Regions from separate parts of the Bicyclus anynana genome. Here region 1 is linked to region 2. A link is a contact called in public Hi-C data. All regions are on one chromosome and are shown on one strand. The core of a region is the stretch at or near the end of the contact, and the rest is flanking DNA. Distances in the headings are between cores, read along the strand shown. Region 1 overlaps LOC112051050 (ankyrin repeat domain-containing protein 29). Region 2 holds the start of LOC112051050 (ankyrin repeat domain-containing protein 29).

The links. A called contact is a pair of places that touch in the nucleus more often than the background predicts.
Region 1: a contact with region 2 is called in a Hi-C map of whole larva, with 9 times the contacts expected there. The contact joins the enhancer-like site here to the promoter of LOC112051050 in region 2. A contact is called at or near these places in 2 of 2 Hi-C or Micro-C datasets (whole body and whole larva).

The regions. Positions count from the first base shown.
Region 1 is chr5:18,594,855-18,599,913 of ilBicAnyn1.1, reverse strand. LOC112051050 (ankyrin repeat domain-containing protein 29) reads right to left here. Exons shown (of 8, transcript XM_024089515.2): 6 at 4,874-5,059; 7 at 4,560-4,655; 8 at 1-3,732. The coding sequence ends at 3,526. LOC112051027 (lymphokine-activated killer T-cell-originated protein kinase homolog) reads left to right here. Exons shown (of 5, transcript XM_024089492.2): 5 at 1-841. Among protein-coding and RNA genes, the nearest start is that of LOC112051027, 6.1 kb to the left of the region's middle. Within about 2 kb of position 3,578, at least 8 of the 8 cell types and tissues checked have open chromatin away from gene starts, as enhancers often do.
Region 2 is chr5:18,557,049-18,562,044 of ilBicAnyn1.1, reverse strand. LOC112051050 (ankyrin repeat domain-containing protein 29) reads right to left here and starts at 1,876. Exons shown (of 8, transcript XM_024089515.2): 1 at 1,560-1,876. The coding sequence starts at 1,571. LOC112051037 (zinc finger protein 567) reads right to left here. Exons shown (of 7, transcript XM_024089504.2): 5 at 4,349-4,450; 6 at 3,199-3,355; 7 at 1,624-3,079. The coding sequence ends at 2,852.

The DNA.
Region 1 (5,059 bases), core at 2,329-4,828, 36 kb before region 2:
TATAGAGTACATCTTCAAAATAATATCTCTATGGTAGTGAAATACTAGACCATAGTCTAGTGAAAATCTTTTGCCAAAAGTAAAAAGGAAAAATTAAAAATTAATATTCAAAGCAACTGTATAGATGCTTTTTTATGATAATAAAATTCATTTTATAGAACAAAGTGCTACCTTAACACAACATAATATTAAAAAAAAAATATTTATACTTTGTTAATGATTACTTATAATTTAAGCAGGTATATACCTAATACATTTTTTATATAGTGTACTGCATTGTTTTATTGCCACTGGCGTTATGTGTTGTGCGGAGCATTTAGTTATTGTCATATTGATATAATAAATAGTTATCATGACACAACTTCTAGTATAAAGTTAAAGTTTAATAGTTATAGCTTGGCAAATTCGTTCATAACACTCCGGATGGCCCGCGGGAGCCGGGAGTGGGGCACTACCCGCGCAGTCGTCCCCTCCCGTCGCCCGCATATCATGGGAGTGTCATCAACAAACTTGCCAAGCTAGTAGTATAGTAGTAGTGTACTTATAATTAGTATAAAACCATACTTCATGGAATAAGTGTGTTTCTTTAGAATAAAAAAAACTGGTGAAAATGTTTGTTTTAAAAAGTACTATTTATAAAATTACGAGATTCAAGAAACAAATTATTTCCGATACTAAAATATTAACAGTTTGTCTAATTGACTAGTTAAACTTAAATGTACTTGTGAGAGTGCCTTACTACTACTTAAAATAACTTGTAATATAGTTTAAAATAATGGTCTATATTACATAAAACATGAATATTATTATAGTTAAAAATAAAGAAATTTATTCAAATGTGGACTTGTTTTGTTTTTTTTAATAGTCATATTATAATAACAAACACAAAAAACATACGCGTCGAATTGAAAACCTTCTTTATTTTGAAGTCGGTTAAAAATGGCAACTGGTGAAGACAAAGTTATACTTGAAGTGCAATTATATTCCACTTGTGGGCTGGTTGGAGTTGACAATTATTTTTTGGTGTGAAAGTTTCAGCTTTAAGCACAAAGTCAAGTTGCGGCCAATGGATATACACAGACTATAATTAATCTGTGAAAAAAAAGTACTTTACAGAAGAGTTGTTGAGTTTTATTTTTTCATGTCTCTGTTTCTGTCATAGTTAAATAGTTTTGCTTTCCTTTTTAAATACCATGATAGAACATAACAATTGTGTTTTATAATGTGATATTGTTATACTTGTTATCGCCGCGTTGCAACGACTTGCGATACGGCTTCAGTGTGCTCGTGGCGTTCGAGCTGTTCACATCTCTTGTTGTGTAATTTATGGGTTACTTGGGATAGGCGGGAAGAGTGACTTGAGTGGAAAAGGGGAGTGGTTGTTAACAGTCAAAGGTACCTTTTAACCCTACACACAACGTTCACAAGTGCGTGACTTCACTCAAGGTCATTCTCTGCCATTCTAGGGTCTTATTTTGGTTACAGTTTGATTTGTTAATTAAGTTGTTCTAACAAATGTTATGAATCATAACCTTTGTTCGACATTAGTTTTCTTATTTTTGTAATCACTTCTGAGTCTGCTAAAATACTTTACAATAATATGCATTTCCTAATCTTGCATGGTTCCGATTTCACATCTCATAGAGAAAATTATATTTCTGATTTTTCACTTTTATTAACATTGTAGGAAAGTACCTATACAAATATAGTAAGTATATAATTATTGCTTAAAACAAAACAATATTATCTAACATTTAGGTATTAAAATAGTAAGTTATTATATGTTTATAATAATTCGTGTAGTGTTACGATATTATTGCATGTACATTTCATTACTATATTAATATTTACATATATAGGTATTTTATGTGTAGGTTCTTACATATAAAGGTATCAAGCTTAGGTAGCTGATGTCAAGACTTGAGCCTTTTGATAACGATTTTACTACATTTTTACCTGAAAACCTAGTTCTGGTTAGGATTAACCCTCAGAATACAGAAGATTAACCTTAACTTGTAATCCTCTGGTTAGATGATTAGCGCGCGTTTATCTTAACATTAGGTGATAGTAATCTATCAAATCTTAATTATATACAAAAAAAATAACGCGATAAGTCCCTTTGTATAATTGTGTCAATAATTGACATTTATCTACATAATGATTGTAGTTTTCCAAAAATGGTATCTCTTTTTGTGTCTTACTTTAATTTGACTCAGTTTTAAAATAAGCCCATTTTAAGCTCTTTGTGAAGCGAATCTTTGTGTTTTTCTGTTGAATAAATACGGTTTATAAAATATTGCTTTATTTACAGACATTTTATATTAAAAAATAATTATTTTTAGTCAATATATTGCTATTACGTGAGGTATACATATAAGGCGACGCTACAATGTGATTACTTGATAATTTGATATCATAATATGAGAGAGTTTATATATTTTCTTACAAGATTTTTGCTCGTCGATAAGTTATACACCTCTTAAATAATACCGACATACAAATCAATGTACACCAAGATGGCTGTAAATAAACAATTTCCTAGGAACTTCGAAACTTATTTACAGGAACTACCGATTTATAAAAATTATTTAAAAACCGATACAAAAGCCGCGAGCATAAATTGAACACGCGTTTATTTATATATCGACACATAGATGGCGCTATAGCTTGGCAACTTCGTTCGTAACACTCAATGGTCCACGCGGGCCGGAGGGCGTGTAGCGATAAATGAAAAACCCACGACTGATGCACCTCATATTCCCGCACGCACGATTTCACACCCGCGTAGTCTTTCCCCCCGTCGCCCGCCCGCCACTACACATACACTGACAATACAAGAAGTTGATGGCAAAAAGATCCACTGATATGAATAGGTATTGTTGGGAGTATGCGCCGAATTATTTTTGGAAATGCTAACAATGGACGTTAGATGGGTAATGTATAAAATCAGTTTTTTTATATTATACCTACATACATAGAGTCTTGCTAATGAAAGTAGAGACTGAAATCGCCCCTCAAATGAAAAAAAAAACAGTTAAACAAAATAAAAAAAGCATGCTTTTCATAATTTGTTTTCTTGTTTGTGAATACATTACTACCTATAAGTAAGTATTAAACTCAGTTAATTGAATATTTGCATTATAACTTTCAGAATTATTTTTAAATTTGACGGGCGCTTTCAGTTTACTTTCATCATAGACAAGAATATTTCATTAGCCAAACTCGATTACTACGTATTGCTTATAGCGCCATCTATCGGATGCCCATGGTTTACGTTTAACGATACTAGATGGCGCCACACACCGCGAGCGATGGCAACAATACGTAATTGCCTAATAATAATAAAGCCATCTATCGGTCAACTATGGTTTACGTTTAACGATACTAGATGGCACCACACAATATCACTCGCGGTTGGTATTACGAGTGTTCCTTAGTCATTGGATCCAATACACAATGCTATGACATGAACGTAATGAGAATGGAGATGGTGAGTGGTGGCAGTTACATGGTGTGAGTCGTATATCACGAGTGCTCCAGCTGCTTGAGGTAGGCGACCACGTCCCGCTTGCCGGCGCTGGCGGCGGCCTGCAGCGCGGTGAGGCCGGCGGCGTTGCGGAGAGTGGTCACCGGCACCACGTCGCTGCCGACGGCCACGCGGCGCCGCGCCAGCAGCCGCACGCACGCCAGCTGCCCGAACATGGCCGCGCCGTGCAGGGCCGACTGACCGTTCTGAACACATTATTAATAATAGGGGATGAAGTATGACATTGCTGTTTTATTGCAATAGGTTTTTTAAATTGTACATTTTCATATGTCGCTAAATTTTCTACGTAATCAATAGTTATTTATGCAACTGTCCGTAATGAGGGTGATCGTAGCAAGAGTGGTTTTTAGTAGTTAGTAGTAGTTTAGTAGCAGCACGAGTGCTACTATAGCTAATTACGTGCAGTGGTTTACAATACTTTTTCTGCGACCATGATAAAAGAAATTAATGAATTATTAAAACTTGGTAAATTGGCATTCGGCAAGGCCTCCTGGACTTTGTATCGGCGTGGCCTTCTAGATTTTGGCTCTTGTAAGGAAGCCTGAATTGTAGTAGCCATGGCATTGGCCATTGCCCATTGCACAATACGAATACGCACGAGTGCTACAATCGCTAATTACGTGTAGTGGCATACAATACTTTTTCGACGACCATGAGAAAATAAATAATAGAATTAACAAAAATTGTTAAGTAAATAATTAGTGTTGGGCCTCTTCGATTTTTGTATCGGCGTGGCCTCCAAGATTTGTCTCTAATAAAAAAGCCTGAATGTTTGTAGCCATGGAACTATTTACAAATGAAAAAAAAAAAATTGTAGCACGGTTTTTGTCGTGTTAAGAATGAATAGTTTTGTAATAAGGTTTGAGGTTTACATTGATTAGACTAAGAAATGGGAGTAAAAATAATATTTTTTCTAACAGAAAAGGAAGAATGTCATCTAAATACATAAATCATAGGACATTTTTCACTGGATATATAGATTTAATAATAATGAGTGTAGTGATGTACTGACCGGCAGTATCCCCAGGTTGGGCTTGTACTTGAGCAGCTCGGCCACCACCGCGCCGTGCCCCTTGTGCGCCGCCTTGAACAGCGGCGTCGCGCCGTCCTGTGCGACATTGCGACATAGTCATGAGTACGTCCATTTGATATACAAACTTTATATATTTTAGATATATAGATTAGTGTAATGTGCCTGTAATTACACCGGCGACCATGCTCTTGCGACCAGCACAGCTAAGCTGTAAGGCGGCAGCTACCACTCCGGCGAGTGCCCGACGCGCCACTCACCGGGGCCGCAGTCGCCGCTCACACAGCGCGCCCTACCTGCCGTAGCTTGTCGGCGTGCGCGCCGGCCGCCAGCAGCGCGCGCGCCACTCGCTGGTGGCCGCACTGCGCCGCGATCCACAGCGGCGAGGCGCGGTCGGCGCGCGCGGCGTCCACGGCGGCGCCGGCCGCCAGCAGCGCGAGGCACACCTCCTCGTGTCCGTTCTGTGCCGCTATGAACAGCGG
Region 2 (4,996 bases), core at 627-3,126:
CCAATGAAACTCCTGTTATAATTGGTTCAGTCGTTAAAGATTATCCCCGACTAACAGACAGACAAAAATTTTAAAACGCTTGATTGTTTTATAATACTTAACTTGAGAAAACTTAATTTTGAATTCACAGAGAGACACTTTAATTTTATTTATATACATATTGAGACATCATTATTTCTAGATGATTTTACAGTACAGTAGCAATGCTTCAGACTGGTTTATAAAACCTGTTGGCGAAGTTACCCGGCGCCACCCTCGCCATACAACCATATAAGAATAATGGTGAAAAAACAAGAAAGTAAGAATTTATTGCATTACCACGGAACATGGAAAAACTGACTGACCTATTAAACACTAGAATTTATTCTGAAGTATGGGAAAAATATCTTGACCATGTGAAGAACATGTTAACCTTTTAAATAATTTGTCCACATGTTTTCTTTGCTGTGGGAACATTATGATCTGAATATACAGGTGCTGTAAGAATGTTGAACATATAAATAAAAAATATGGCCTATAAATTTTATGAGTTACCATAGGTTTCCCGTAGGTCATAAAATAAGTGAAATGAGTACAAGTTATGAAAAAATATTATCTAAATAACATTACATTACCAATAGGCATTTTCTAGGTAAGCTAATTCCATCATAATGTTGCATTATTGCTTACCATCAGTAAGATATATGATTGCTACCAATCTCTAGCATAAAAATAAATAATAAGTAACTACATTTTGGTTTTTATTAATTATGACTAATGACTAACAAATACAAACAGGAAATTAGTGAGGACATGAGAGGACAAAAAAAAACTGACCTTCACAAATGAAGGTCAGTTTTTTTTTATTGTAATATTGAAATGAAAAATGATTTGTTTCTCTTGCCCTTAGGTATTATTTTTTCTAAAGAACATTTACTATAACTTTAAAGATGATCTATTAATGATAAATATTCATCACATTTCCCTCAAAATAAGCAAGTAACCGTGTTAGCAATAATTTGAGATCGAACCCAAAACTTTGGGATCTGGGTCCTTTAGTCATGAAACTACTCCTATCACAGCTTCAATGGAACAAATTTTAATTGTATTTTATTTTCTGTCCACCATAGATGAGGCTATGTGATTTATTTATTAATATTAATAGTAAATACTTAAATAATATTTAAAAATTGTTGTTGTCTGAGTAAGTATTAATATCTTCTCTAAAATAAAGTACCTACCTTCAAGAAATATCAACTCAACCCTTGTAAATTATATTTAACTTAATTTTGAATGCATCAAAATATATATCTTGATAAATTTAAAATTCATTGATGAAGATCAAACTGTCGAAGAATGTGGCGGTACCTACCTAAACATATATAAATAGGTATATTTCAGAACTTATTGACAAATAGTATTAAATGAAATATGCAGACCAAAGATGCATCCATCGGAAACACTGGATCGTAAACAAATTTACGAGCGCCAATAAAATGCACTGCAATGCAGTCAATATTAAGGAAATAATTTATTAATATACCCGCAAAATATAATAGTATTTTGTGAAATACACTTACCTTTAAAGACATTTTTGCTTCAACCAATAAACTGCTAATGGAATTCAGGAATTAACAGTCATCGTTCAACGAATTAAATAGTTTTATTATTGAAAAATAATTGTTTATTTACATACACAACACTAAAAGACACACAACCATAAGATTACGTAATTTTATGTTTTGAGAATTACTTCATTCCGATCTTGTAATAAATTATTGTCGAGACGATCGAACTCCGAGGTCCCCAGTTATTTATTTTGCTGTAAATACGAGCGCACAGCGCAAGTCGCACGATTTTTTTCCCTCGATTCACTTTACGCGCCCACCGCACCTATCGCGTTTGACGTTAGTTAAAACAGTGTTGCTAGCTGCAAATCTGCAATACAAAACCAGTGTTGCTGTTCTAAATTTCTATTTAAGATCTAAACTTCCTCATAGTAGTTATTGATATATAAACTAAAAGTTTATTTTGCACCTTATACCATAATCAAACCATGATTATATTCATTAATAATATAATAATTATTCATTAACAGATTTCAATCAAAGCTCGTAACGCCATCTACGTGTGTAATAAAATACTTGTGAAGTTTCCATATCTATGAACAGATGGCGTACGCAGACTTAAATTTAAACCAAATGATTACATGTAATAGGACTTTTTCCTACTATAAATTTTATATCTCTTGAATCAGGTATTGATCCTTTATTCGAAGGGAAACGTGTAAGCTAATAAATTCAGCTCACGAGATAACTTTATCCTAGTAAAACAGATAAGTAAGTATTACGAATGTAAATATCTTTAATAACAATGAAAATATCATAGTCAATAATTACTGTTTATTTTGAATTTAATCCAAAGATTAATCCCATAACTCAGGTCTACGGTCTACCATACATATAAGTAAAGTAACGGCCATTTATTCAGCAAAAGACGTGTATTTTAACACTCAGGGGAATTAAAACTCTGGTATGTCCGTTGACCTAAAACTTTGAATTTTGCCAAGTAACATCGAGATAGACCTCAAGTACAAGAATTTTTTTAAATCTAGGTACTTATACAATAATTTCGAATTAAATTTTAAAAGACAGGACTAAAATTCGGGATTCCTAAACTATTTATATGATCATAAGTCAATGATAATTTTATGCTATTTAAACATCATTGTCATAAGTAGTATCCTTCGGTGGGAGAGTCCAATTCGCACTTGTCAAGATTTTTTTTTAAATTCAATTGTGTAGGTATAACCAAAGAATACATAATAAGTACATATATTAATGTACAAGGTATAACTCATCAAGAGTTATTATTAGCTATTAGGTATATCTTTAGCCGTCTGTGTGTCTGTCATCAAATGTCGTTTGACGGCTTCAAGCGCGCTCTTCGCGTCGTATGCGTCGCCGTGCGCGGCGAGGTAGTGCGCCCGCAGCTGCGCCGCGCGGTCGGTCCGGTAGCCGCATGCGGTCGGCGCGCGGCAGATGTACAGCGGCAGCCCGGGGTGACGGCCGCTGCGGAGAACGTGCTTGCGAAGGTTCTCCTGGAACAGCAGCATCATCAGCTCAGTCATATGAACGACCAACTATGGGCTACTAAAATATCAATTTATTCAGGAAAAAGAACATAGACAAACAAGTAAATAAATAAATAGGCACTCACCAAACTGCCACACGTGAACTCGCAGTGCGGACAGGCGTACGGCTTGACTCCCTCGTGGCACACCAGGTGTCTCTTCAGATGGCTCGCCTGCTCCGTTTTAAATGAGCACAGCGAACAGTCGTACTGCTTGAGACGGTCTCCGTGTGTGCGACGGTGTCTGTAAACAACTTAGTGTAACCATCATCATTATCAGCCTATTTAAAATCCTATTACAGAGCCAGGCTTAGTTCCTTGTAGGAGATGGGATATGGAGGCACGGGGCTATAGCACAACCAATTATCCCAACTCCCAAATTAACTGAAAATTTCTTATAAGAAAGAAAAGCTTAAATAATTTTTTATAGCTCGACCCAGGACCTCGTGATTCGAAATTACATAGACTAACCGTAACCACTGGACCAACGAACGTCCAACGGGACAGTTAGTCTATTAAGCTCATAAGAATTTTGTGCAGCGCCATCTGTTAATATATTTTAAAACTCTTTGTGATGAACGAAAGTGCGCCATCTAGTGACGTAGGGATGAATTATCATGTGAAGTAAGGCGCTGTAATAGTAGTTGAACGAATCTACGATAGGTGGCTGTTTCAATTCAATTGTTTTTTTAGTACAGATGTTCTAATTTCGGAAGGCGGAGGAAGGCTTCGCAGCACAACATCAACGCATTATGATACGAAGGGAAGCGTGTGACATTTTACTATTAACCAAAAAAACCGTTACTTAGCGATTCACAGACAGAACTTCTATTACTTGTAATGTGTAAACAATCCTAAATTGTAATCTATACTAATATTATAAAGCTGAAGAGTTTGTTTGTTTGATTGAACGCGATAATCTCAGGAACTACTGGTCCGATTTGAAAAATTCTTTCAGTGTTAAATAGCCCATTTATTGAGGAAGGCTATAGGCTATATGATATCCCCGTATTCCCACAGGAACAGGAACCACGCGAGTGAAACCGCGTGGTGTCAGCTAGTAATAATATAACATAACAAAAACATGGTTTGTATCTTGCGTAAGTACGCTCAGTTTTTGCCACACGATCTAGAATATCTTTAACTACACTATTTCTACTACACTATACTTCAGAAAACTAGTGTTTCTGAATTAGGTCATTATGTATAGATTTTGATGTAAATAAATAAGTGATACCTATTGAGTTGTGCGGCAGTGGACGCTATGTAGGAGCACTGGTCGTGAGGACAGCGTCTCTCGTCTACCTCGCACGCCGAGACGTGGCGGGTTAATGCGAACCTGGAATCATTAGAACATAGATTTATAGCACACAGATAGTGTGCAGCCGCAGGAGTTGTAAGCCGTTTTATGTGCCCCGAAATGGGAGCCCTTGACGCATCGCTACGTTACGATTAGGACGCTTGTGTACGTGGCGACGAGGGTAATTAATTAATTTAGCTCTTACGCTCACATTGTCACAGAAGTGGCTTACGTTTGCTTAGCTTAGCTTAGCTCTAAGGTGTAAACATAAAATTAATCTAAGTATTTAAAAATAACTTTGGCTGAGTTTCTTGTGGGCTCTTCTCGGACCTAGGCCCATTTGGAAATGGTAAATATAATTTTAAGTTTTCGACTTTAATTATCACCATTAAATCATAACATAACTTGACGTTTCAAAAGTGCTTGTAAAGTAAGCCTAATTGAAATAAATGAATTTTGTGTTTGAGTTCGACTTTTGAGTTTATCATTGCTTGCCCCCCCCAAAAGAGACCTTTATATCATGGACTGCATAGAAGTTATCCTGTAATCTAAGTTGAAAAAGAAAAAAAATAATAGGTTCAGTAC